6 separate regions of the Mus musculus genome follow, and all the other regions are linked to region 1. Evidence: chromatin contacts called from public HiCAR-type, HiChIP or PLAC-seq and promoter capture Hi-C data. All regions are on one chromosome and are shown on one strand. The core of a region is the stretch at or near the end of the contact, and the rest is flanking DNA. Distances in the headings are between cores, read along the strand shown. Region 1 holds the start of Ccdc126 (coiled-coil domain containing 126). Region 2 overlaps Osbpl3 (oxysterol binding protein-like 3). Region 3 holds the start of Gsdme (gasdermin E). Region 4 holds the start of Zfp467 (zinc finger protein 467). Region 5 holds the start of Zfp775 (zinc finger protein 775). Region 6 holds the start of Gimap9 (GTPase, IMAP family member 9).

Evidence for each region. Promoter capture Hi-C pulls out the DNA fragments that hold promoters and counts their contacts. HiCAR-type assays count read pairs that join an accessible place to other places. HiChIP or PLAC-seq counts read pairs in DNA pulled down with a chosen protein or histone mark.
Region 2: a promoter capture Hi-C map of pre-B cells shows a contact between it and region 1, with 4 times the contacts expected there. The contact joins the enhancer-like site here to the promoter of Ccdc126 in region 1. A contact is called at or near these places in 5 of 39 promoter capture datasets (the 3T3-L1 cell line, the C10 cell line, hippocampal neurons and 1 more), 1 of 115 datasets of contacts at active chromatin or transcription factors (astrocytes) and 1 of 9 other capture datasets (liver).
Region 3: a HiCAR-type map of astrocytes shows a contact between it and region 1, with 3 times the contacts expected there. The contact joins the promoter of Gsdme here to the promoter of Ccdc126 in region 1. A contact is called at or near these places in 1 of 39 promoter capture datasets (hippocampal neurons), 2 of 115 datasets of contacts at active chromatin or transcription factors (astrocytes and bone marrow-derived macrophages) and 1 of 9 other capture datasets (macrophages).
Region 4: a promoter capture Hi-C map of pre-B cells shows a contact between it and region 1, with 2.4 times the contacts expected there. The contact joins the promoter of Zfp467 here to the promoter of Ccdc126 in region 1. A contact is called at or near these places in 2 of 39 promoter capture datasets (liver and pre-B cells).
Region 5: a contact with region 1 is called in a promoter capture Hi-C map of pre-B cells, with 6 times the contacts expected there. The contact joins the promoter of Zfp775 here to the promoter of Ccdc126 in region 1. A contact is called at or near these places in 3 of 39 promoter capture datasets (hippocampal neurons, liver and pre-B cells).
Region 6: a contact with region 1 is called in an H3K27ac HiChIP or PLAC-seq map of embryonic stem cells, with 2.2 times the contacts expected there. The contact joins the promoter of Gimap9 here to the promoter of Ccdc126 in region 1. A contact is called at or near these places in 2 of 115 datasets of contacts at active chromatin or transcription factors (embryonic stem cells and memory CD8 T cells).

The regions. Positions count from the first base shown.
Region 1 is chr6:49,317,315-49,321,828 of GRCm38.p6, reverse strand. Ccdc126 (coiled-coil domain containing 126) reads right to left here and starts at 2,555. Exons shown (of 3, transcript NM_175098.6): 1 at 2,349-2,555.
Region 2 is chr6:50,303,169-50,307,682 of GRCm38.p6, reverse strand. The region is part of intron 20 of Osbpl3 (oxysterol binding protein-like 3); the gene reads left to right. Among named protein-coding and RNA genes, the nearest start is that of Gsdme, 44 kb to the right of the region's middle. Within about 2 kb of position 2,587, at least 97 of the 459 cell types and tissues checked have an H3K27ac peak or open chromatin away from gene starts, as enhancers often do. A contact at or near this core is called in pre-B cells, where this site is marked.
Region 3 is chr6:50,259,952-50,264,465 of GRCm38.p6, reverse strand. Gsdme (gasdermin E) reads left to right here and starts at 2,697. Exons shown (of 10, transcript NM_018769.4): 1 at 2,697-2,732.
Region 4 is chr6:48,443,676-48,448,189 of GRCm38.p6, reverse strand. It overlaps Zfp467 (zinc finger protein 467), which reads left to right and starts at 2,365. Exons shown (of 5, transcript NM_020589.2): 1 at 2,365-2,837. Sspo (SCO-spondin) reads right to left here and starts at 16. Exons shown (of 103, transcript NM_173428.4): 1 at 1-16.
Region 5 is chr6:48,599,893-48,604,406 of GRCm38.p6, reverse strand. Zfp775 (zinc finger protein 775) reads right to left here and starts at 2,400. Exons shown (of 3, transcript NM_173429.3): 1 at 2,287-2,400.
Region 6 is chr6:48,674,314-48,678,827 of GRCm38.p6, reverse strand. It overlaps Gimap9 (GTPase, IMAP family member 9), which reads right to left and starts at 2,693. Exons shown (of 2, transcript NM_174960.2): 1 at 2,574-2,693; 2 at 124-1,386. The coding sequence starts at 1,347. The coding sequence ends at 472. It overlaps Gm46958 (a long non-coding RNA gene), which reads left to right and starts at 2,019. Exons shown (of 2, transcript XR_001785233.2): 1 at 2,019-2,293; 2 at 2,804-2,996.

The DNA.
Region 1 (4,514 bases), core at 1,306-3,805:
GCTATACAGAGAAACCCTGTCTCAAAAAACCAAAAAAAAAAAAAAAAAAAAGAGAGAGAGAGAGAGAATAAAGTACACTAAAGTACTCTTGCCTGATGGCACAGGGCTTTAATTCCAGCATGAGGCAGGCAGAAGCAGTTAGAGCTCAGTGAGTTGAAGACCAGTCTACACAGCGAGTTCCAGTCCAGCCAGAGCTATGGTGAGATAGGGGTGGGGGTAAAGTAAGGCTGGGATTGAAAACAGGAAGCACTATATCAAAAGAAGAGTGCTTTATCACTGTGCTGTAGAGAGTGTTTAATCTAAAACCACATTATGCAGCATCAGATATTTCGGTCACAGGCTGAGCTGCTCAGAGCCTTAGCCAATCATAGCTTGTGTCATATGGCCCTACACCTCTTTCCAGATGAACGGGCTAGCACAGGGCACCCCTGCCAGGGGCCTTCTACATAAAGAGACCAGAGAGAAAACAATGGCTGAAGCAGATGAATTTATGAAAAGGAAAAATGAAAACGGGTTAGAGAAGTGAGACCAGAAGCTAAGAGTGCACAGGCAAGAGGTACCCAGGACCACTAGGATGGAAGGAAAAGGAGCCGCAGCTCGCAGAGCCGATGCTGGTTGGTAGGGATCATGATTTCTGCAGCTTCCTAGCTCTTCCACGAGAATCCCTTTTTATCAGGGTGGAAGGAAAGAACTGTAAAACGTAAAGGGCAGGGAACAAGGACACGAATAAATGTGTAAGGGGATTTATAGTTTTCCGCTATAGTAAAATGGATGTTCCAAGATCCTTAGCATTGGAAGTCTGAGATAGACGAATCGATCTGTTCATTACTGTAGACACGGGGAAAGGAGAACTGCAGAGAAAGCAGAGCTAAGGTCATGCGGATGGTGGCAGAACAGGACAAGAACCAAGGCTGCGGTTCTCACCTTCTCCTCTACTGCACTCATAACACCAAGGAGAGACATTTTCTTCAAAATGAGTGTTTCTGCCGCACGTTTTAAGGTTAATCAGAAATGTTTGCATGCGTATGCCCCCTTCCACAATTATTAACTGCTACTGTTCTAGCAATCATTAGAAGGCTCCCCTTTCCCTAAAGATATCACACAGTCACATAAATCATCATGTCTCGACTCAAAATAGTACATACAGGGCATACACGTTAAATAAAAATGAAATTCAGTTAAAGTTTTATAAAGCTTTCCTTGAAAACCCAATGTCAATAACATTGAGAAAGCAAGGGTAAAAACAACTGACAGAACCTGAACACGTTGAAGTCGTTCCTGATCAGATTTACTGCATTCACTCAATGTGTCTCCAGACAAAAACTATAACCTGGGAACAGAAATCCTAAGTGGGTGTCAGGTGATGGTGGCGCACACCTTTAATCCCAGCACTAGGGAGGCGGAGGCAGGAGGATCTCTTGAGTTTGAGGCCAGCCTGGTCACGAATAAATGCGTAAGGGGATTTATAGTTTTCTGGTCTACTGAGTGAGTTCCAGGACAGCCAGGGCTACACAGAGAAATCCTGTCTAGAAAATGAGAGAAGGGGAGTGGGGAGGAGAGAAACGACTGAACCATTAGAAACAGTACAGAAAGTTGACATAGGGCAAAGCTGCAAAGGATCTGACGGACAAAGCCTTTAATCTCCTTTTAAGGGTTTCCTATGGGACCAGGCTAGGGAGGTGGGGGAGGTGAGTCCTTGTACAGTTATATACAGAGCTGATCCCCAGGAAAGCAGAGTCATCAATTTCCTTAGAACATTCTCAGCCATCTTAAAGGGGCGGAAATTAAGAAGCCAGCATATCTTAAGGAATTCTCTGCATGTAAGAAGTAAAAATATAAACTGAACACACAACCTAGTGATTAACCAAAAGTCCACACACTTCGAATCACATTCAAAACATCTTTTCATCAAATGAAAAACTCAAGGTGTAATAGCTTATTATCCATAAATCTAACAACTTAAAACTGTATGAGATCTCCATCTGCTGGATGAAACACATCGGCTTGGAGCCATTGCTTAGCCTGAATGAAGCAGCAGGCAGAGGGACGCCAGGGGTTCGAATCCTGGCTGCCTGGCCATTCAATTGCCACCGCCTGTACCTACAGCAGATAAAGTTCCTCCCCAGCCTCCCAGGAGAAGAGTTTGGCAGGTTTAATGGGCATTTCACGTCCTTCTCCTAACGAGAGAATTGAGCTGTCAAGAGTGGAGCACAAATGAGCGCGGCCGCAGAGACTGCCCATCCCCGCAGAGCACCGCGGAGCCCGGCCCGGCGGTCGAGGCTGTCAAAGTAGCAAAGCCGGGGCCGCAGGGACACCGCCTCCCGCCTCCCCAATCTCCTCCGTCTGACCTGGCCTGCTGGTTTCCTTTCAATCACGCGGGCCGCCGCCGCGGGGCTCACAAACTGGAAGTACAGCCACAGCCCGCCACGGGAGGGCGTTAGCGGCGCCGCAACAGCCTGCGGGCCAGGACGGAGGTAGGACCGAGAGCGCTCGGCACCCGGGGACGCTACTCCCGGTTTCCGCTCCGCCTCCCGGCCACCCTTCCCCCATTCTCCGGCCAGGGCCTACTGCGCGCGGCATTGTGGGGAATGTAGTCCCGCCTTGCGGAGAGACAGCACGTGCTGTTGGCCCAGGGGCTCAGGGCGACGCGGTTGCTTAGCAACTAAGAGGCGCAGCAGCTGCATTGCTACTAGAGAAAACTCAGCACCCTATTCGCCACTAGTGGTGAAGCATCCTACTATCTACCTTCCACTAGAAAAGAAACCCCTAATGCTGTTGTCTGACACTAGAGGGCATCCTAGTGTTGGAGAGTCCAATGTCCCCATGGTGCTCCTGAAGGTCCTCACTCAGGGAAATAGGATAAAAAAATAACTAAAAGGACTAAAGACTAATAGAAACAAACTATCCTTTTCTGAGGACTGGAGACCTAGCTCAAAAGTTCAGACAGTTTGCTGAGGGACCAGAAGACCAGAGTTCAATTACCAGCTCCCACATCAAGAGGTTCATAATCTCTTGGAACTCCAGCTCCAAGGGATCCCATCTGCTTCTGGCCTCTGCAGACCTCAGCACACTCACACACAATTACATGAATACAAATAAAGTGTTTTAAAGATATTCTTGTCACGGATGGTATAAATATGTATACACATGACAAATACAAAACAACTTGTAGACAAATTATTACAATTAATAAGAGTTTAACAAAGTTAATACATTTTTAAAAAATCAAGTACTTCGGGACTTGGTATGCAGCTTAGTGGTAGAACACTTGGCTAGCATGAATATGGCCCTGATTAAATGCTCAGCACACACAAAATTACACGTTAAAAAGTCAAATTGGGCTGGAAAGATGGCTGAGCCCTTGTGCTTAGAGAGCACTCGGGTTTAGTTTCCAGAATCCACATGGTGGCTCACAACCATCTGTCACCCCATTTCTGGATATCTGACAGTCTTCCTCTGGCCTCACCAGGAATACAGTTGGTACACTAAGGTATATGCAAGCAAAATACCAATACTCATAAAATTCTCTCTCCCTCTGTCTCTCTCTATCTGTGTGTGTATATGTCTCTGTGTGTGCCTCTCTCTGTGTGCCTCTCTGTGTGCATCTCTCTCTCTGTGTCTCTGTGTGTGTCTCTGTGTGTCTCTCTCTCTGTGTCTCTGTGTCTTTCTCTGTGTGTTTCTCTCTCTCTCTCTCTCTGTCGCTCTTTCACACATACATACACACACACACACACACACACACACACACACACACACACCAAACAAAACAGGAGGACCTGGAAATCAAATGCAGCCTGGGAAAGACAGTTTTAACAGCAACAAACAAAAGACAAGCCTTAAGAGTGGAATGAGACCCTTGAAATATATAAATCAAGAAAGGCCTTGTACTCAGAATGTACAAAGAATTTTAATCACAAGAAAAAGAATCAAGGGCAAAACAAAGTGTTCCATCTGTAGAACACCAGCACATGTAGGGGTTTATTAATACCTTGTATGAGGATAGTTTGATCCTCCACGTCACAGTAGAAGGAGGGGAGGAGAAGGAAAGGGGGATCCAACCAGGGCCCTAACTAAGGAGAAAAAAAACCCATGTAACCAATGCACAAAATGGGATAATCTGGACACAAATGTTCTGTGCTCTCTAATGCTGCTAGACATATATGACCCTCGAGGATCTACAATGTAGTTCGTCTGAATTAGGAGGTACTGTAACAGCAAGCCACCACATAGATGCTGAAAACTTGCTACATAAGAAAAAAATGTAGATATCAACCAGGGTTTTAATCTGTTGACTATTGTCTTAGTCGGGGTTTCTATTCCTGCATAAACATCAGGATCAAGAAGCAAGTTGGGGAGGAAAGGGTTTATTCATCTTACACTTCCACATTGCTGCTCATCACCAAAGGAATTCAGGACTGGAACTCAAGCAGGTCAGAAGGCAGGAGCTGATGGAAGGATGTCACTTTGCTTCCCCTGGCTTGCTCAGCCTGCTCTCTTAAAGAACCCAGGACTAC
Region 2 (4,514 bases), core at 1,338-3,837, 990 kb before region 1:
CTGTCCCATAACAGAGCTTTTCCCTCTGTAGCGGTAAAATGGGATAGACCGCTCTGTGCTCCAGGGGGGTCGCGCACTTCCAGCCACCTGCCCAGGAGCTCTTTGGATCCTAGAATAAAAGACACACACACACACACACACACACACACACACACGCACGCACGCACGCACGCACGCACACACACACACACACACACACACACACACACACACATTAGCTTAATTTTTAAATGCCTTGGCTAACTCAAAGGCTGGACAGTTCTAATCCTCTGCCCAGCTATCATAGATTTACCTCCAATACTTCTGACTCAACGCCCTCTAAATCTGTGATCTATCTTTGCTGCCCTGTTCCTTCTGGGTGGCCCCCTGGTCTTTTCTGCCCAAGACACTTCTGGGCAGCCCTTCTGGGGGGGGGGTGCACATTCCTTCTTACCTACATTTCGGATGATTTTCCTTCTGCAGCTCTAAATCGGATCTGTCTCCCTCCAAAACCTGGCGCTTCTCCTCTCCTCTCTTCCAGTTCCTAGCCTGTGCAATCTAAAAGTTCTGCCCCTCTCTCTCCACCCAGCCATTGGCCGTTGGCTTTTTATTGATCAATCAGAAAGCAATTGGGGACAAAGACCTTTAGCATTTGGACAGGCAGATTCCCTGATTAATTCAAAACATTCAAACCAATCCCCAACATCCCTTCTCTCTTTTTAAGTAGAAGTCTGCATCTTTTCAGTAGCCTGCAAGGCTCTGCACCATCAGCACTGCCCACTTTCAACCCTGTAATGCACGCACATACCAGGGCCTTCACATGCGTGAGGCACATGCATGAGGCACGTGCACACACACCCTCATTCCTTCCCAGCTCCTGCTGCCCTCTCACCACTGTCTGCCTCCTCAGCCACCAACCACATTGGCCCCTCTTGCCTCACTTCCCCCTCCCCAGCCTCCTCTTCTGATGTCACCACCTCACTCTGTCTTCAACTCTCATGATCAAATTTTCTTCAAGATATTTGTTAGCACTGGAGTTAGTTAGCTTACTCGTTATTTCTTTACCTGTCTGTCTCTGTCCCTGTCTGTCTGTCTGTCTGTCTGTCTCTCTGTCTCTCTGCTCCACACCCGTAGTTTCACAACAGTGAAAGTCTGCTTGTTCCTGTTCATCCTCCAGCCCTGACTGCCACTTGATTCAAAGCACAGAGGCTCGGAACCTTACAGATAAATGGAAAGGCCACAGATGCAAGAACATACGTAGGGTCTCTCTCCAACCTCTTGGATTTTCGCCCCACCCCTTTCTCTCCTAGAGTCTTCTTTCTTTTAAAGCTTTCTTGTATATGAAGTTGCTTGAGAGCAAAAACCCTTGTCAAAGATGCTTGTACCTGACTGCGATCAAAATCCTGAGTCTGACTTCACCGGATCCTCTGCACCACCTGTAACCCACAGGGTGCATTTGTGAGGTTGGCTGGGTTTTTTATGATAATTTATAAGTCAAATGAGGTTGCAGACAGGCATAAAACCAGCAATGACAGTACTTCGTAGAAAATTTCAAAGTACAAAAATACTTGGAAAACTTTGCCTACGTGTTTTTCAGAAAGAAGCCAAAGGCAACCTGGGGCATGAATGTGTCCCTCTAGTCCAGGAAGAATAGCTGTCCACATCGGCTCAAGGGAGTGTGCTCACTTCCTTAGCTACCGTCTACTCCGGGACCAGAGAAAGAATGCGTTAATGTGTTTGAGTCCAGGTTTGCCTCCAACCCAGAGCAGTCCTCCTGCATCCATCCTCAGATACTGAGAGTACTAGTGTGCACCATCATGCCCCATTCTACAGGAAAGAGGTTTGGTTTTGGAGATGAGCATCAGACATTGAAATAATTCAGCCACAGATGCCAGACACGTTTGGGGACATGGCTGTCTCCTCTGTGACTTCCCATCTAGCCGTCAACATTTGATTTGTTGATAAATATCGTAAATGGAAAAATCTGAGCCCTACTTCCCAATAAAGGTCTGGCTCCTTTCTTCCCTGTCACTTTTACATGGCTGCAGCACTCACTTTGTAATTTCCCCGTTCACATCTCCAGGCTGATGTGTCCCACCTCTCTTTGCATTTTACCAAAGCCTGGAACTGGCAGAAAACGACCTGGAAATGTTACTCAGATTTCCCGCTTTCCAAATATGGCTGTTGTTTCCACTGGGAATAGTGCTGGGGCTTTTGATTTATGGAGGAATGAATGCCTTCTGTCCATGAGGAATTTTAAGGGTGGCCAGGCAGTTGGAGATTTCTGAAGCATCACCTTTAGGGAGTTAGTGCTCCCTCTGCTGGCTGCCGAGTGGTACTGCATAAACAAGGCTGAACTGAGCTATGGGCCTGGGAGATGGGATGAGCCAGGACTGAGGCAAAATAAGCCACAAGCCAGGCTGCCTCACAGACCACCATTGATAGATACTGAGGAAGTAGCTTGTACAAGGGCCCTGCTGCTGGACTGGGCCTAGAATGGAGGAAGTAGTACAAACTGCGATTTTATGCAACCTCTTTAACTGGTCTGCAAATGACTGTTTTCTTCAAGTAAAAAGAATTATGAGTTAATTTTAAATTGCAGAAGTGAAAGCTCCCAGGCATTAGTCACAGTGACATGGTGGAGCAGCACCTAATGCACTGGCCAGATAGCACTTGCAATGTACTCGATACTTGGCAGAATCTAAGAACTGAGTTTTGTGTTCCTGTGTCACGTGAAACAAAAGTAGAAAAAGTCCATCACCTCTGCAAATGTGCGTTACTGGGTTACAAGCTGCAAATAGGAAGTTAACTGCAGTTTACATTGGGTAGCAGAAGTTTTGTTCTGGTTTGGTTTGGCTGGTTGGTTTGGTTTTGTTTAAATCCAGAGCCTAGCTAGGCTGTGGGAGGAAGCTAGAAAGCGGAGAAATAAAGCCACATGTTTATATTTAATTGATTTCAAAAAGAATCCGAGTAACGCATGGTGAGAAAGGGCAGTTTCTTCAAGAATTCTGTTGGGACAACTGGATTTCCACATGCAAAAAAGGAAATATTTGTAATCTGATAAGAACAAAGCATAAAATGGAACTCAGTTGCAAGGAAACAGTGGGTGAATGGAGTGTATGGACGTGCACCCCAGTCACACCAACCCTGGGGACTCAGGAGAGTAAGGCAGGAGGACATTGTAAGTGCTGTATGGCAAGATCCCATCTCAGAGAAGATGCTACGGAAAGTGCAGCAAGCCGGGCTTGAGGTTAGAAGCTTTGGTTGCAGGCCTTCAGGATCTGAACTTGGCATCCAGAACCCACGTGGTAGGAGAGAAGTGACCCCTGAAAGTTACCTTCTGACCTCCATGTGTGTGCTGTCACACACACACACACACACACACACACACACACAGACACACACACACACACACCACTGTTTTCAACAAAGGCAAATAGAGCTAGAAGCACAGCTAGGTGGCAGTGAGCCTGCCTCCCAGAAAAGGGGGAACAAAAGTACCTTTAAAATCATCCCTAAAAGCGAACAGCCAACAGCTGAGTGGACGTTCAGTATCACTCGTCATGTCATTCAGGAAATACCAAGTAAAACCATTGCTTAGAACAGCTGGCACCAAAATGCTGAGAGGAACTGAAGAGATGGGAGCCCCTGCACACTGCCACGGGATGGGCGTTAACATGGCCTTCAGGGAGGATGGAGGTCCTCAAAACACTAAGCTTCTCTGAGTAGACAGCCAAAGGACATGAAGACCCAAAGAGCCATCTGCACTCCTGAGTTCATGGAACCGCTGTTCACCGGAGCAAAGGGATCAGCCTCGGGGCCATCAACACTTAGATACGGCATCGAGGCAGAATGGAATACGGCTCAGACGTAAAAACAATGAAGTCCTGTCATTTGCAATATATACATAAAGGAATGTAGATACTGTGCAAAGTGAAATAAGCCAGGCCCATAAAAATGCCCCATGACCTCATCTGTAAGTGGGACAAAAAATATTGACTCCTAGAAACAGGAAGTAGGGTGTTAGTTACCAGAGGTAGGGTTGAGGCCTAGGGAAATTACTGATCAAAGGATACAATCTCTCTGCAAAGTCAAGAGAGCCATTAACAATGTATCTATAGACTTGAAAACTGCCAACCACTTTCTCAAGTGCTCTCACCTAAATAAATGTGAGGTAAAAACATGCTAATTAGCTTGAGTTAGCCATTCCACAATGTGTACATAGTTTAAAATATTTTTAGATGATAAAAACATATAATTTGTATTTGTTTACAAAATAAACAACCCAGAACGGGCCATATAGAAACACTATTGTGGCGTTATTTTTTTTTTTCCTTTCCCTGGAGACGCGGCGTCATTAAGTCAAGGCCAGCCTCTGATCCATTCACCTTGCAGCTGAGGATAACCTTGAACTCCTGCCTTCCTTACCGAAGAGCACCCCTACACCCGGCCTCACATCTTTATCTTGCTTCCTTTTTCTTTCACAATACCTGTAATAAGTGAATACCAGAGTCCCACCCAGACTTCTCATCTGC
Region 3 (4,514 bases), core at 1,448-3,947, 940 kb before region 1:
TTCCCAGGTTGTGTCTCACACCCCTTGGACCCAAAATTGGCTCTGAGGGTTAGATGGGTTTATCTTTCATGTAATACACTCAGAAGCACATCAGGAGATGACAGGACCTGAAGAGTGTCACCTACACATCAGCTGCTGCTGTCTCCCTCTGGCAGTTGGTGAATAGCCACTGCACAGGGTAGAAAGAGTGAAAAGATCTGAAGGAGCCCTTGCTTCAGAAACTCATGGAGTCTCAGTTTCCAGTGATGACCTAGTTAGCCAACTGGAGCCCTCTGGGTGGGGTCTGCTTGAATGATCTGCAATGAAGATGACTCTGCTCAAAAGGTTAATGCCTCAGGTTCCAGGGCAATAAACTCTGATAACAGTTAACTTGACACTTCCTACTTGACTAGGAGGCTAGAACAGAATTCCTGAGTCTGGGTAAGTTATAAAGAACAGATTTTATTTCTTTCAGCTTTGGAGGCTGAGGAGTTCGTGGTCAAGGTGTGTTAGATAACCCTCTTGCTCAGTCATCCCCAGACTGAAGGGAGAAGGGAAGGAACAGCTGGGAAGGAGGGTTGCCAAGCTCCTTTGGTCGGAACCAGTTTCTACGACGACCAACCCACTTCCTTGTCAACAATGTCTCAGAGGGCAGAGCCTTTGTGTAATAGCCCTCTTATCAGTGCCCCTCTCAGCACTGTGATGGACTTGGACTCTGGGGAACAAACCATAGCATCAGCCAAGAAACCGACAAAATAGATCGTAAAACTCTTGACCAGGCTAAAACACTGGTTTTTCTTTTCTGCTGGCCTGGGTCCTGGGGGTATCCAGGCAGCTGGTTGGGTAGGTTTATCCAGAGATGGTTTTCAGCAGAACAGTGCTCCTTTATTGGGGGTAACAAGGGCTGTAGGAACGTTGGGGAGTGGGTAGGGGCTTTCGAGATGGGTGCATATCATTGGCTGGGACTGAGGTACTAGGAATGCCTCATTTGCATGAAGAGGAATTCCAGGAGCTTGCTGGTCATGTCTTTATAGGGAGAGAGGAAGTTAAACCTGTAATTTGACCACCAGGCTACCTCAAGGGTAGTGGAGGTGGGGGTTGTAAGCCCGACGTGTAGCACTGGAACATACAGGCCCTGGGCAAGGAGAAAACAGGAAACTCCTGCTGATCTCAGGATGAGATTCTACAGATTTGGATGCATCTTGACCTCACTCACTCACACGGGCAAAGCAGGGGACCAGACGAACAGCTCTAGCAATTTCTATTTACTCCCTCATCCAATACCCACCTCCTATGCCTTCCTTGTGCACATCAGTTACAAGTGAGGAGCTAGCTGAACAGAACTGGGGCCTTCAGTATAAGCATTGCCTGGACCAGCTTTGAGGATGACCTTAAGCTAACCGGCCAGGTCAAAAGGCGATGGACACCAAAAATCTTCATCCCCTTACATGGCTTAAGTTGCTAGAAAAGAAAGCTTGAACCGGGATAACTTATGAAGTCCACCCCACAATCTCCATCTGCCCCGTCTGAGGAACAAACGCGACAGTTCATTTCTCTAAAAGATTTTTTTTTTATTATATACATGTGTGTGTCAGGGGATAACTGAAGGGTACCCTGTATGAATCAGTTCTTCCACTGTGTGGGCTCTGGGACCCAATCAGATGGTCAGACTTGGCGCCAGGCACCTTTGCATGCTATGCTGGCCATCTCATTTAATCCAAGCATAATTTACTGAGTATCTACTATGCAGTAAGTTTCAAGTTTGGAGCCGGACACTGTCAATAAAGCAGACAAAAGTTACTGTCCTCTGAGACATGAAGATTTAGGGAAGACGTTTGTATTCTACATATAGTAGAGTGGTGGCTGTTGGAGCACAGGAGAATCATAGAGTATGGAAGGAGCTACAGAGGGTAGTAGTGTGGATAGTTAGGAGAGGTTTGACGTGAGGGGACCAAAAGAGACTCCACCCTTTTAGCAGCCTCCCAGGCTCCTCCCCACTGGGGCAGCCACAAAGTGCGGCTACTCTCTGAGTGTGTAAATCCGGGGCTTGGAGGTGGGGGTGCAGAAGGAGAATTCTCTTTTTCTATTTATTGCACGGGAAAGAACATCCTATAAAAATTGACTCAGAGGGTGCAACGTTCTGCTTCAATCCTCTCCCTCAGTTTACCAAGCGCCTGTAGGCTTGATTCTGCCTTCAGAGAGCTTACCTCTCTGATTAAGCTACTCAACACCAAGCTCCAAGCCCCAAACAAGTGCAAGGGTTGCCAAGGCCAAGGTGGGAGTTTCCTGGACACTGCAAAGCCACGCTGACAGCTCACACCCTCTTAGTGCCTGGACAGGCTCTGGAGAACCAGGGGCATAGAGAAGGGGAGGTGGGTGGGATGAGGGAACTGTAGCCAGTAGGCCACAGTCTCGTCCCCATCTTCCTCCTGTGGAGCAGATGGAGAGCCAGAGACTGACCCGGACGGTTGGCAGTTCCGGAAGGAAGACAGGCAGTGTCTGGTTAGAAGTAGTCTCTGGTGCTGCCTGGATCTCCTAGACCAGCTAGCGCCTTTAACTCTGCTGCCAGGTCCCCCAGCTCCCGGGTTCAGCCCCGCCCCCGGCGCCATCCCTTAGCTTGTGGACCGGCTGAGGCATCCAGGGGCAGGACGGAGCAAAGGTCCAGGCCCTCCCTCCTCTTCTCTGTGGGTGTCCGGGAACGCGCGCGTGCGCGTGAAAGAACGGAGCGTGCAGGACGGAGAGGCGGCGCGCGGGTAAGTGGCGGCGGGCGCGAGCTGCGGGTTCCGCTTGGGCTCCTCTTCCCTCCGCCCGCATTGTGTCCTGGCCTGGGGCAAATTGTCGGCTCCCCTTTGCCCCGGAAGATCCCCTTACATCTCCCAGAGGCGGGCGATTGGGGTAGTGATCTCCTTTTTTCTCCCCACCTTCCAGTAGGAGCAGCTGCTCCTTCTTACCCATAGTCTCATTCTCGCCCTGTCTCCATTCCATCCTTGCCCCTTCCACCATGATCACCACCACTCCTGTGGTCCTGGGATGTGGCAAGTGCAGCTGGTGTTCTCTGGCACCCCATCTCACCATGCCTTCACCATATCCCATGCATCCATCCTTTGTCTTCTAATCTCTCTCCTGTGTCGGTGTCAGAAGGATCCAGTGTGTGCATGAGTGCATGTGCAGGAAGATCACAGGCTGGCATGGGTCCTGCCTGACCTGGGGTAACTGACTGAACCTCTTCACTGTGAGGCCTTTTGCCTGGAGTGGCCGTTTGGGGAGGGGTTCTTCCCACTTGCACCCCTCAGGGAAAGACACCAGGCAGCTTCCAGGCTTTGCTGAAGCCTGAACAAAACAGCCAGCCACTCACTGGGAGTCTGAATGGGACTTGGAGAGAGGAGTCAGGGAGGATGCTCCAGGACAGCTGGGCCCAGGTGACAGTCAACCCGTAGGCAGAGTTGGGAGTGGAAGGAAAAGATCTGAGCTGTTGGAGGAACAGAATCTAGATATGCAATAACAATGAATTCTCTTCAACATGCATCACCTAGGAGTGCTTCTTGTAAGAAAGGCTGGACCCCTGATCAGAGAGAGCAGCAACCTAGACTGCCTGCCCACATCCCTGGACTCCAGGATGGCCTGCCTCCTGAGGAAGCTGTATATTGGCCACAGGGTGTTCTTGTTCTTTTTGAACTCTGGAGTCCTTGGAGAGGTCTCCTCTTTATACATAGGAATCTTCTCGTTTCTTTTTGAGATCCAGTCCTGGGAGCCTGGTCTGCCCTTGAACACTCTGATCCTGGGGCTTCTCCCATGGCCAAGTGGTAGGATTACAGGAAAGCTCTGCCAATCCCCATAACTGTGTTTACCTTTGAAAATTAATTAAAACATTTTTTTAAAGATATTATCTGTCTGTGAGGGCCAGCCTGGTCTTGGATTTGTAATTCTCCTGCCTCAACCTCTCTAGCCCTGAGTACCCAGATTACAAGCTGTGCCACCATATCTGTCTCCCTCTGATCGTAACCTCTGTCCCACTCTCCTCTGCTCCTCCTCAAAGCCTTGGCTGCCTGCTTCGGTCTGCCCTGCCAGGCTCAGGCCTATCCTCTGACCACCCTTTGTTCCTTTCACACACTATTGGTGGAAAGATACATTTTCCAAGGCAATGGCTTTGTCTCTACCATAACTGAAATTGGCCTGTCCTGACACACTGTCATTACCAAATGAATCAAATGCATCTAAATTAAAAAAGAAAACATTAACTAGGGGTCAGCAGAGCAGGGTGGTCCGAAGCACCTGCTCTGGAGTCAAGGTGGTCTTTTTGGCTCAGTATGAATTCTGTTGGTGGACATTCAAGGTCCCCAAGTCAAAGCTACTGGGATCTGGACCTGCTGGGTTTTCTTGCTCCTTGCAGCAAGAGGGATGTAGTTTGTCTGTGATTTCAGAGGGAGTTCTTTGCTCTAGACTAGAGGCTGACTTTAAGTGGGGAAAAATTCTGATTGCAACTCTTCACAATTCATTGCTACTCGGAAAGCCTGGCAGAGTTAGGCTGTGGCTGG
Region 4 (4,514 bases), core at 1,116-3,615, 870 kb after region 1:
TTGGACTTGGGCAATGCTGCTGGAGGAGACCAGAGAGGATAGCACTGTCCCACAATGAGGTCTGAATTAACCTGGAGGTCAGTCTGTCCAAGGCTCTTCATAAGGGTAGATTTTATCCCAGCCCCTGGGTACCAGCTGTTCAAAACCAGATTGGACCTACCTCCAGCATCCCTTCACAGGCCAATTCTCCCTGGAAACAGGCCCCATCCCACCCATCCAGGAGTGTGGGTGTGTGAGGGGACCACAGCTGGACACTTTGAGCCCCTGGCTTTTCTACACTGTCAAGCACTACCACAAACTAATATATGAGTGTGGTCAAGACACCTTCCCTTTCTGGGCGTTTGTTTCCTTACCAGTAAAAACTTCAGGGACTTTCCAAGGCTGCACAGATGGGCCTCAATAAGCTTTTTGAAACTTCAGGTGTGGGAGGGTCTCTCCACCCTCCAAAAACTGCAGGGCTAGAGAGAAGGTGGCTCAGTGTTTTAGAACACTTGATACTCCCAGATTTGGTTCTCAGCAACCAAACTTTTAGCTCATAACCACCCATATATATAGGCAAAACACATGAAATAAGCCATTGCCTTTATTATGGTGTTCTCTCTATGCTCTTTCCTCTCCCTGTCCCCTCAGCTCAGGTGCACAGGAAGAGAAAACACCCAAGTTATGTGGAGACAATATGGAACCGTAAACCCTTCGCTCAGTGAAGTCAGTCTTTTGAGGGTATCTGTATGAGGTGGTTGGGGCCATTTGGTCACCTGTGGTTTTTCTGAGGGCCCCAAAGCATTCAAACACTGAAAGGATCCAGGAAGATGGGAAGGAGAGAAGGGTGGAATAAGAGCGGGGGCGGGGGGAGCTTGTTCCCCCTGCCCCTGGATGGAGCAGTGTTAAGCCGGATAGAATAATCCCAGCATCCGTCTGGTTTAGAGGAGGCAGCTGCAGGCTCCACAGGCAAATCCTGGTTACATCCTGGTCACCAGTAGGCCTCCAAGGCCACTGGGCTGGAATGCGGCTGGACCGGAAACTCTGAATCCTTCTATTTCATAATGAAATGAGGTCCCACTGGGCATCCTGCATGGTCACCCCACCTGGTGCACCCCACCTGGCCTGGGGGTTCCTTCCTCTGGGCCTACTATTGGGCCTGGGACCAAAATAGGGCCAGTATGAGTTTCCCCAGTTGCTTCCAGATATCTAGGGTTGGTGCCTGGGAGTTGAGCAGTCCTGGGGAAGGGTCAGCATCTATTCTGGGCACAGTGTCCTTCTAACTTCTCTAACATTCTCACCTGGCCACTGTTCCTGCATATCCTACATACGTGGACTGCAGTTCTCAAAGCCCATTCTTGCACACAGAGAGGGACACAAACTCTGCTCCTAGCCATCTTTACTCAGTGAAGCAGCCAGTTATTAAAAGAGCCTTTTGCATCTTGAGTCACAGGACCTCCTGATCCTTCAGGTCGGTCTCCATTGCTCCAGATTTCACTCTAACTATCTGTAAATGTTGAGGACATCCCTGCTCCATCTTATAAGGCTAGCCTTGGGTCACTGCCCTGATTCCACAGGTGTCACTATCCTTGTGTCAGGGTGCCATTGTCAGGGACCGTGTCCTATCCAAGAGGGCCATTTAATGGCCTCCTCTTCCCAGACTCTCTCCCAGCAGCTCTGTTCTGCAACTTGGCTGACAAGGGAAGCTTGGACTGGGGAGAAATGTAACTTGGATCTGCCCTTTTCCCTACAGGGGCAGGCAGGCGGAAATGGGAGCCCATGGGAGTTTGAAGAAAAATCACAGGGCATGGAATATCCAGCCTAGATTTTAATTCCAGGGCTGGGTGAGGGTGTCTGAAGAGCAGAGGGGGATGGCTTAGGAGTACCTGCACCCATGAGCAGAAATGGTGGAAGTCTGGGGAGAGATCCACACCTAACGCCAGGAGGTTTTCTTACCCACGGACAACACTCCCCCGCCCCCGCCCAGCCCCGCCCCACCTCACCCCCTGCAGTTTCCATGCCTGTCCAGCGGTCTCAGTCGGGGACTTGGTTCCTTTTTCCCCATTTTCTACTTTGAGAGCCCTCTCTCTGCCCTCTTAGATTGGTTCTTAATCCTCAGTCTCCGCGGTGAGACTTGGATCGCGTCCTCCGGTCTGGGTGGATCCTGGTGGAGAGTTTTTTGACCGATTCTCCCAATCTCTGCTGGCCAGACAGTCTCCCGCGGGACCGCGGCGCTACCACTTACTCGGCTGCCACTGGCGATTTTAAAGACAGCCATACACACATTGCTCTCCTCCCCAAACACGCCCCCTCCTCTCCCTACTCCCCCCAACTCTTCACTACTACCACCACCACCCCGTTCCGCGCTCCACCTTTCTCCAGCTCCTCCCTCCTAGGCTGTGAGCACCCTCCCTTCTAGCCCGAGTGCCCTTCCTTCTAGCCTCTTCTTCTCCTTCCTCTCCCCTCTGCCCTTCCTCGGTCCTAAGCTCCCACTTTCCATCTCCACACTCCGGGCATCTTGCCCTCAGACCGTCACCTGCACCCAAGCCCATTAGTGCACCCTCCCGCGGCAGGTCTCTCGAAGACCCTCCGCTTTAGCCTGTGCCCCGGAGCAGTGTTCCCGCTTCCCGGGTTCCTCCCCCCGATCACCCGCAACGCTGCCCCACACCCTCTCCCTCCGCGTCTTTCCTTCCCCTCCCCGCGAAGTTTCAGGGCTGTCAGTCCCGGAGTCTTTCGGGCAGCCCGCACCCAAGCTGCAGGCAGCCGGCGCCATTGTGCAAACGGCCGCCCGGGACCGGAGGCCCGAGCGCCTGGGTCCCCGAAGCGGGCCGCGGCACGTAGCCGCAGGAGCCCGCCAGGTAAGGACACCCGAGACTCCCGGGCAGGCGTCTCCCCCGCCACCCAAACGGAGCTTTACAAGCCCTGCCGACCCACGGCAGGTGACAACCCCGAGGGAAGGGGCGCGCAGACGCGAGTGTGGGGGAGGGGGGGGGTCAGACCAGGAGGGAAGGGAGTCAGGAGGGAGGGTCCTGGCGCAGATGGGGAGACTAGGAAACTGGAGGGGAGGGCAAGGACTCGGGGAGGCCCGGTGGGAGCAGGTGGGAAGAGGGCGGGAGGGGCCTGCGGGGAGGATCCCCAGGAGCGGGAGTAGGGTTCCTCGGGATAGAGGAAGGGTCCAGTGCGAAAGGGCAGGAAACGGGCTCAGGGATGGGGCTGGTCGGGAGCGAAGGACGCTGACAGGTGAGCCTAGAGCAGGGCAGGGGGCCGGGACCCGGAGTGACTCCGGAGCTCTAACAGGGGCGGGGATTGGGGGGAGTCTAGTCAGAAGGAAAACTCCGGAGAGGGCGTGAAGTCAGTGGGGAGCAGAAATGGGCAAGGGGGCTGCTGAGAGGGAGGTGTGTTGGGAAGAAAGGGGTATGGGGAGGGGCAGAACGAGGGAGTAGGTCCAGAGAATGTGGGGTTAGCTTGGATTCCCCCCCCCAAGATGGGGGGCGTGAGACCTGGAAGCTAGGGAGCGGACTAGGAGGGGGAGGGGAAGAACAAGGCTGGGGACCGGGAGGGGAGAGAAGCGGAGCCGGAGCTTGCAGGGTAGGCAGAGGGGGAAGGGAGGCGGGGGCCGCTGAGGGGGGAAGGAGAGCAGCGGGAGGGAGGGAAGCAGAGGGGAGGCTGGTGTGGGGGAGGGGGAGGGAACTGAGGAGAGGAAAGAAGGAAAAGAAACCCGAGTGGGGGAGGAGAGGGGAGGGGCAAGCGGATGGGGGAGAGCAGCTGAGAAGGGGAGGGCGGGAGTGGGGGGGGGGAGGAAGGAAAAGAGGAGGGGGAAGGAAGGGAGGGAGTGTGCAGCCTGGGGAGGGGGTGGCGTGCGGAGAACTAGGCGGGCGGGCACAGGAGGAAGGGGGAGGGGAGCGCTGCCCAAGACTGCTGGTAGAGGAGGGTCGGGAGAGGCCGTAGCTGCTGAGGGCCGACTCGAAGGGGGCCCCTGGGGGTTGACCCGACGGGTGCGCGCAAGGGAGGAGCCAAAGGGGCGGGGCAAGAGGAGGAGCCCCAAAAGGCTGCCAGATTTGGTGGGGAGAGAGGGCGGAAGGCAGCGAGAGGGGAGGGGCAGAGGGAAGGCTGCCAGGGAAGGGGGAGGGGAGCCTGCTAAAGGAGGGGCAGAGAACCGGTTGGAAGTGGAGCTGAGAAGTGCAAAAATCGGGGAGTGTCCTGGCCTGGTGTGGGGGTTGTTCTCGCCCGGTTAGTCCTATGGGGGTTGTGAGTCTTTGAGGTAGGGGTTTAGGGAGAGGAAGTCAGAGTCATTTACTACCTCTGCAATAGCCCTTGTTCACCTCCTCCCACCCCCGTATCCCTAAAGTGTTACTGGTCCTCCAGGGCTGGCTCTCATTTCACTAGCTACTGCCCTAGGGGCTGAAGGGTCCACGTGTAGCTTCCCTCTCCCCATCTTGGTCCAGAGAATTAAGTGGTCCCTGTACTTACCCTGGCAAAGACACAGTGGGTGGTGAGTGACTGCTGATGGTTTGGGGACGGTTTTGAAGACTTGA
Region 5 (4,514 bases), core at 1,151-3,650, 720 kb after region 1:
GAGTTCAAGGCCAGCCTGGTCTACAAAGTGAGTTCCAGGATAGCCAGGGCTATACAGAGAAACCCTATCTCAAAAAACAAACAAACAAACAAACAAAATCAGACTGTGCCCAGCAGCCCATGCAGTGTGAGATCCTCTAGGGCCTGGGCCACACAGAGCCCTTTCCCCTCTACCAACTTAGGTGAGCTGTGTTACCCCAAGTCTGAATCATCAGCCCAAGTTTCTCCCTTGAGCCCACACCCAAGGCCAGCACAGTTCTCCAGGCCTCCACATCACACCTAGAATGGGGATCAGGAACCTAGTGTCCTGGGCCACCGGTCATCAATTCTGAGTCCAGATCTCACCATTTCTCACCTAAATGACTTCAAAAAACAAAACAAAAGAAAAAGCTTAATGCAGCTGTTCTCAGCCTGCGAAACACAAACCCCACTGGTGGCCTAAGACCATATGGGAAAACATAGATATTTACATTATGATTCATAACAGTAGCAAAATTACAGCTATGTAAAATTAAATGAAAATTAATCTTATGACTGGGGTCACCACAGCATGAGAAAGTGTATTCAATGGTCACAGTATTTGGAAGGTTGAGAGTCACCGGCTTAGTGGGTAAAAGTGTTTTGACATGCAAGCCAGTTCTGGATACCTAAGCTTGATACCCGGAATCTATGTAATCCACATGGTAGAGAGGACCAACTTCCAAAAATTCTGTCCTCTGTCCTTTGTCTGTCTCTCTCTCTCTTCCTCTATCTCTGTCTCTCCGTCTTTCTCACACACACATTCAATGAATGAATGAATAATAGTTTTAAAATTTTACTGATTTCTTGGTCCCTCCAAATCCATCTGCCACCAGAACCCAAACTGATCTCTCTCTCTCTCTCTCTCTCTCTCTCTCTCTTTCTTTCTCTCTTGCCCTTTCTCCCTAAGACAGGGTTTCTCTGTAGCCCTGACTCCTGAACTCACTCAGTAGACCAGGCTGGCCTCGAATTCAAAGATCTGCCTGCCTCTGCCTCCTGAGTACTGGGATTAAGGGTGTGGGCCACCACCACCCAGATCCAAACTGATTTTTCTAAAACTGAAATTTTGACATTTTACCCCCTTGACATACTTCAAGAGCTCTCCAACACTTGGAAATTTAGACAAAAATGTCTTGGCAAGGCCATTCAAAACATAGTCTTTGGTTAGCTTTCCCCATTGTCCCCAATATCTAGATTTGTTATGTCCTCACACACCTGCATACCTATAACTTGTCTGTCTTGCAGTGACCTTGCCCATACACCCCCTCCCTGGTCCAAATCAGGGGTCACTTTGCCAGAGACAGACATCTTTGGGAAACTCAAAACTACTGTTTAGCTATGTGTCATCCAAACAAGTACCTGTGGGGTAACTGTCATCATCCATGCTTTCTGTTACCACCAGAAGACCAAACGCATCCTAATACAGGATGCCTCTATCCCTAGCACACAGTCCAGACCCCAGCCTTGTAAACCATTACAAAACACGGTTATGAGGGCTCATTTACATAAACGTCAGCCACAACTGAGTGGTAGAAGCACAGAATCATGGAGCTTCGGAACTGACAGGACACAAATGCTATGGGATGTTTTCATGTTATTAACACAACTAAAAACCAAAAACAAACAAATAAAAATGCAGAGCCTGTCACTTGTCTCCAACCTCAGGTGACCACACCCAACTTGCCACTGCTGCTAGAGACCATTCGGACTCTGTGTCGCCAGACACCACACCCACTGAGACTGCTGCGGTCATTTTACTTGAAAGAAGTCTCAGTAACCACCCCCGAAGACGCGCACACAGTTGTAACTTCTGCGTGCTTTCCTTTTGCTTGTTCTCCGTCTCCACCCTCATCCCGCCTCGCAGAATCGCTTGTAGCCAACACTGGGATTGCTGCCCCCAGAAGCTCTTCTACACGGAAGCAGACACAGACAGGGAGCTCAGAACAACCAGATGGCTCAGTAGGTCCTCTTGGCTCTTCAACAGTCCTACCCTCCTGACCTTACTGCCCTGGCCTGTTGACCTCCCAGCCAACCTCAGGTCCCTCCCAACTGAGCTAGGAAGGGTGCTGGTGGTACAGAAAATTGGGACCCAGAGCTGAGGTGCACGCGGGACTCAGGGCGCCTCAAGGCCCGGGACCCATCCTTCCTCTACAGCCCGGTACACCGGAGCAGCACGGGAACAGCGACCCGGCGCTGGTCCGTCCCTGCACCGCCCCTCCCCGCCAGAATTGCACAGGACTCGGAGGGAGGGGGCCTGAGAAATAAATACCTTTGACTTTGTGGCTAAGGTTAACGGGAACGGCTACCCAAGGGGCGACTTGGGTACCGGGCTCCGGGCCATGGCCAGTCCCGGGGCAGGCGGGGCAGGCGGACGCGTGTGATTGGCTGGTCGCCCTGCACCGCCCCGCTGCGGATTGGCTGAACGGCTCAGATGACACTCCCGGCCCTATTGGTGCAGCCCGCGGGGCGGCCCCTTTGTTCTCCGGAGCCAATAGCCAGGGTCTGACCTCGCCTGCGGCCGCGCGGCCCTAAGCAAAAAATCAGTGAGCTGAACACTGCTGGGGTGGAAGAGGTGGCCCCCTAATGCTCTGTGCCCCGCGGAGCATAGTTGCTGTGCCCGTCCACCAGGTGCCTCGGATCTGCCCACCTTTGAGCGCTCTGCCTCCCGCACAAGCGCGTATTGATATCTGAACTCGCGGCGTAGGTGCGGGGTACCACGGTAGTGAGGTGCCATTAGGTTTCCTTGCTTGGAAGCCATCGCGGGCCAAATAGAACACAGCACTTTTAGGACCCCTCTGGAGAGTATATCTACTTTATTGTGGCTCTTTTTCTTTACTCCCTGAAAGCTATGTTTAGGCGGCATTGCTCACACTTGCCTATTGCACATTGCAGGGCTCTTTTGCCTCGTGAGGGTACAGTGAGCCATCATCAGCCAGCATATCATCAGACCACACTGAGTCATGATAAATTATGTTTGGAGCTGTTTGCAAGTGGCTTTGGAAATCATTGCATTCGGGGAGCTTTTTCTAGCTGAGAAAACAGGTCTGAAGAGGTTACCTAACCGCATCTAATTTCACTATGCACTAAGGTTCTGTTGAGTGAAATATCTTCTAGCTGCTAACCAGGTCCAGACTGCCAAGAAGGGTGATTGGTTCCCAAACACCTCCAGGAAAGTGTTTTCATTCCCACCCTTTCCTATACATCTGATAGAATTCCTCCCACCTCTGCCTTGAGTTTGGTCGCAGCTGGGTAATCACAGTGGGGTCAACTGGAAAGATACTGCATTTTCTCTCCAGAGCTACTTTGGAGGTGCATTTGGGACCAGGATGGATGTCCTGTAACCCCTACCATGGCACCAATCTGTAACTGTTCAAGCCTCTAGGCCCCCAGCTGCTGTTCAGCTGTCAAGCATTGTGGAAACTGGGGCCAAGTTTCTAGCCATTTTCCACTAAATTCATGTGCAGTCATCACAAGAGAGAGTTTTCTGTTTCTGGACTTTGATGTGTTTGCCTGTGAAATAGATGAGTGAGTTTTCCCACCTGCTTATGTGCCTTTCTGGATTTTCATTCCTACCTCTCAGAGCAGCATTCTAGTTTCAGATCCTCCACCAGCTAGTGTGGCCCAGGAACAACACTTCCTATCCAGAGTGACAGACTCTCCAGACTGACACTCAGGACCAAGGCTGTTCCAGAAGTGGAAGAATGAAGCACAGTAAGTGAAGGCTAGCCTATCTTACACACTGAGATAGTTCGTTCAAGGCCAGCCTGGAACTGTATTAGATCCTGTCTCAAAAAATAAATAAATAAATAAATAAATAATTTTTAAAAATGTTTAAAAAGAAAGAAAAAAAGCAAACTATGTATTGATGCACATACACAGAGTCTATATTATAAAATCTGTGAGGGGGGGTTGGTGCATGTGGGGGCCAGGGGGTCACATTATGCATCTTCAGGCACCTTCCATCTTGTTTGAGACAAGGTCTCTAATTAGCTGGAACTTCATCAAATAGGCTAGGTTCACTGAGGTGGCCAGCAAGATACTGGGATCTCAGTATCTGTGGGATTGTGACCCACCATACTCAGCTTTTGTTATGGCCTCTGGGAAGCAACACTCCAGTCTTCATGCTTGCAAGGCATATATGTTCTACAAGCCAAGCCATCTCCCCAAACCCAGTATTATGTGACCAAAACCAGCACACTAATTTCTTTTTTATACAGTGGTGGTCAAGGCTGAAAGGGTGAGCTGGGGAGATGGCTCAGCAGTTAAGAGCACATGCTGCTCTTGCAGAGGACCTGGGTTTGATTCCTAGAATTCACATGGTGACTCACAACCATCTATAACTCCAGTTCCAGGGAGTCTAATACCCTTCCCTGGTCTGGCCTCCATGGGTTCCGGGTACACACATGTACACAAACATACATGAAGGAAAATACAACATACACACACATCTTTAAGACAAAAGGAGGCAGAAACAGACCCGAATCTCAGCTTCTAGTA
Region 6 (4,514 bases), core at 1,444-3,943, 640 kb after region 1:
ACCAAACTCTATAAACTACAATGCCAACACACCAAGCTGCCCCCCCCCCCCCACCTACAGGGATCATCAGCGAGGACCCAGGAAAAGGTAGTGAGAGAGTGGGAGGGACAAGAAGTCAATCATACTGATCAAGCTCTGAAAACCTTTATTCAGGAGTAGCAATATGAGCATAAGCAAGAGGAGGCTTCAGGGGATGGGGGAAGAGTCTGGGATCGCTCTGAAGGTCAGGTGGCAATCTTGAGGTTCTGGAAACAACGGTCACAGTGTCCTCTTTACCCACATTCTTCCTGTTATGACCACGAATGTTCTGTCAGGATTGTTTATGTAAGCTAGAAAATGTCCACAAGGCAATGGCTGAGGCCATGGCTCCCAGCACCAAGCAAGTCATTAATATATTCAGAACACATTATATGTGTGCTTGTATGAAATTGTCAAAAACAAATGTCGTTAATAAAAATAAATAAATAAAATTTACCACAACTCGTCCCAAAGTTTTGAAAGAATTTCTTTTATCTTTTGGAAAATATACATAAATACAGTCTCTTCAGCCTTTTCCTTCAAATTTCTTAATTTTTCATCATGATTTCTCTGTGCAAAAACAATTTGTGCCGCCTTTCCTTTTTCTAATTTAGCAGCATATTCCTTTTCTATTCTTTCGATTTCACTAGTGAGTTGCTGAGCATAAGTCTCCTTCAGTTCCTCTAGACAATGGTTCAGCCTGCTATCTATGTCCTTATATATCTTGTCAGAAAAGTAGGATCCGCCATTTTGGGCCACCATTTTCTCTGTCAGTTCTATCAGCTGCTGCACTTGATTTTCTTGCTCATCCAGAGCTGCTTTGTTATTAAAGGCCAAGTAACGCTTCCCACACTGGGAGATAATATTATTGAGCTTTTCACCCGCATCACTTACAAAATTATCAAGGCTCTGATCCTCAAGGTCTTCTTTGTGAGTAAACAAGATGATCATGTACTTCAGGGCTGCCTCCCCAAAAAGACCCTTGATCAGAGCGACCGTTTTCTGCTCTTCTTCAGTGTAACGGTCCAGTCGCAAAACCAGAATAATGGCGTGAGGCCCAGGGCAGGAGTAGAGAACGCAGCGGCTGATCTCGAAACATGTGGTTTTCATGGTCTCCTTGGTGTCAAAGAGCCCAGGAGTGTCGACTACAACAAGGTTTTTCCCCTTCCACTCCCTGTATGCTCTCTGGCAGGTCTTGGTAACAGCATTGGCACAAATCTTAGAATCAAATTGACGTCTCCCGAGGATGGTGTTGGCTGTAGCACTCTTCCCATTTCCAGTCTTCCCTACCAGAATGATCCTCACTTCAGTGTCTCCCTGGCCAGCCATGTCAAGGCAAGCTGACTCTAAAGATCTGAATGCACAGATCTTAAGGAAGGAGAAGAGAGGAAAATTACCTATTAGACAAATGGAAAGCACTCCCGATCCTTTCTTTTTTTCCTTTTCTCCTGAAATTTTGCAGTGTTCTATAGTTTTAAAAGGCTGATGATCTGGATATCATTTAGGCTGTTCCTGATGGCATGGACAGGCTGTCTCTAGTCCTGCTACCGCCTTCATGCCAATATTGGAACAGATGTTCCTGGCTCATGCCCAATGCCAGGTCTGGGAAATGAGTGCGCCCAAATCGTTACTGTGCCAAATACCTGAAAGCCCAGGATGACTATAGAGGTCAACAGCTTACTATATATTTTATGACGACCTAGGAGAGGCATTCAAGGACTCAAACATAAAGAAAGTGTAAGGAAGGCAGGGGCAGGTAGGATCTCAGTGAGTTCAAGGCCAGCCTGGTCTATAGAGTGAGTTTCAGGACAGGCAAGGCTATACAGAGAACCCCTATCTCAGACCAAAGAGAGAGGGGGAGGGGGAGGGGGGAGGGGGGAGGAAGGGAGGGAGGGAGAGAGAGAGAGAGGGAGAGAGAGGAATTGTTCATCTCCCCTGCTTTGACTGGTACACAGTTAATATGTTAATTATTACAGTTAAATATCACACTGAAGCCAGAAATATGCTCACTTATCATGTTAATAAACATGAAACAAAACCCCCAAGACAGTTAAAACAATCCTGCATAACAAAAGAACTGGCAGAAGTGTCACCACTTCACCTCAGAGTGTACTACAGAGACATAATAAAGAGAAAGCAACAGACAAGATGCAAAACAAGACTCGGAGCCCCTAGACTACACTGTGGCTTCAGCAGCCCTCCGTCAAGCCAAGGGTCACACAGCCACACATGCAAATCTGTCTGTTGTACAATTAAGAGGAGTCAGCACATTGAGGTAAGAAAAAATGAATTAAACATGATCTGAGTTCTCTCCCAACTCTAACGAACCTGCCTTGGGGGACACAGAACTTTCTATAAAGGGCACCAGGCCCTCTGTGACCTTCCCCACAGACACACTGCAACGCATCAGTTCATCTCCTTATATCTCTTAGCCTCCACCCCTCCCCCCAGCAGCTTCCTCCCTGTGCAGACACAATACTTCCACCCCCATAGATGCTCCATTCGCCCTCCCTCTCACAGCTCCCTCGCTCCAGGTCTCTTCCAGCCAGACTCACCTTCTTCTGCAACAGTTAATGAGAGTTCAGGATCTCTCCAAGGAACCAATTTGACCTGGTTCAAGTTTTCTACTGAACTATGAAGTAAAACTTCCCTCATTCCCTGACAGGAAGTTCTATGGGTGGAGCCAATTGTAGCTTCCCCCCCCCCCCCCCCCAGCCTGAAGCGGGCGGGTACAGACCTTGTTGCCTCGGAGGTGGGGCCACCTGCGGTGCAACTTTCTGACTAGGCTGGCTCCTTTTGAAGAGACAACTGCCCTGCTCTTCTGCTACCTGCTCAGAGGCTGAACCTGTCTTCCTGAGACATTCCTGGCGACCGCGTGCTGACAGAATGGCTCCAGGCACGGAGAATGAACTGGCAGTGGGGATGGGCCTTCCCCCTTATAAGCACACTCTCTTAGTAAACTCAACTCGCGGGCCTGATCAGAGAAATTTTTGTCTTGGCTTCATTATCTTTTCTCACAGTCTAAGTCTCTTTCAGCCCCAGCCTGCCTCCCAGGTGCACCCCGTTCATGTAGGCCGCGGGCCGGCTTACAACAGGAGCCAATGAAGAAACCATTTGCTTTTAAAGAAACAGAAATATTTTCTTGTAATTTAATAGGTGCTTCAGCTCTGTCAAGTTGAAGCCTTTTCTCTGTATGTCTATTATAATGCCAAACGTTTCTAAATATTTTTTTATTATTATTGTTTGGTTTTTTTTTTTTTTTTTTTTTTTTAGATTACTGATGTGTTTATAAAAAGATAACGAGAGAAGGAGGGATATGCTCTATGGAAGGTGTAGTGAGGTATGGGAGGAGTTGTCCCAGCAGTCCCATTCCAAGGCATCACTTGTTCCTGAGGGACCAGCCACACGACGGTATAATATAGAATAGAGTTTATTCAGGGCATGGGGAGGGAAGTCAAGAGGGTAGAAGAAGCAGAGAAACGCAGAGGGGTTAGAGAGTACAGAAGTAAAGGCCAGCCATGGGCATGTGGAGAGAGCGGGGCAGGGGCGAGGGGATGGAATGGGGAAGGGACAAGGGAGCAGATAGCAAGAAGAGAAGAGCAAGAGCGGGAGAAGGGGGCAAGCAGCCCCTTTTATAGTGGGTGAGGCCTACCTGGCTGTTGTCAGGGAATTGTGGGGTGGAGTTTAGACAGAATGCTAACAATTACAGTCTCAGGTAGCCCAACCTACAGTTGAACTCACAGTGTGTGGAGGATGACCTTGAACTGAAAGCTGAGAACCTGGTAATTACTCAGTCCTTGAAGCTAGATACCTCAACAGTTGGAGTTGTCTCAAGATTGTTGGTTCCCAAGGCAGACAAGAGATGGTAGGTAGAGCATTGCCCATACCCTGGACTTCTCTCAGAGAGCTGGGCAGGAGGGTGGCTGCTCCCTACCCAAATCAGGCATGGGCCTACTCAACTTTTTAAGTTAAGAATCAGTTAAGCTTCTGATTCCCTGCCAGAGAACTGGCTTAACATTTGCCTGACTTCAGTCAAGTCTGCATATGCAAATTAGGTGTTTCCTCCCTTGTTCTTTTTTTTTTTTTTTTTTTTTTTTTTTTTGGTTTTTTGAGACAGGGTTTCTCTGTATAGCCCTGGCTGTCCTGGAACACTTTGTAGACCAGGCTGGCCTCAAACTCAGAAATCCGCCTGCCTCTGCCTCCCGAGTGCTTTGATTAAAGGCGTGCGCCACCATGCCCGGCTCCTCCCTTGTTCTTTTGTCCTCCCCTCCCTCACTGAGCTATATAAGCTAGCCCTGTTAAGTCAATAAATGAGCTATCCTCCAATATAGTGCGAGTCCTGAGACTACAGCTGGTGCGTAAGAGCCCTATAGCCCTCAGTGAAAACTTGAAAATGCTGATTCTGATATCAGTAAAGGAATCAGCACCAGCTACAGTACAAGTCTGCAGGAGGGAGACCTAGGGAGCAAAGAAGGAAATGAGCCTCCTTCTCCACA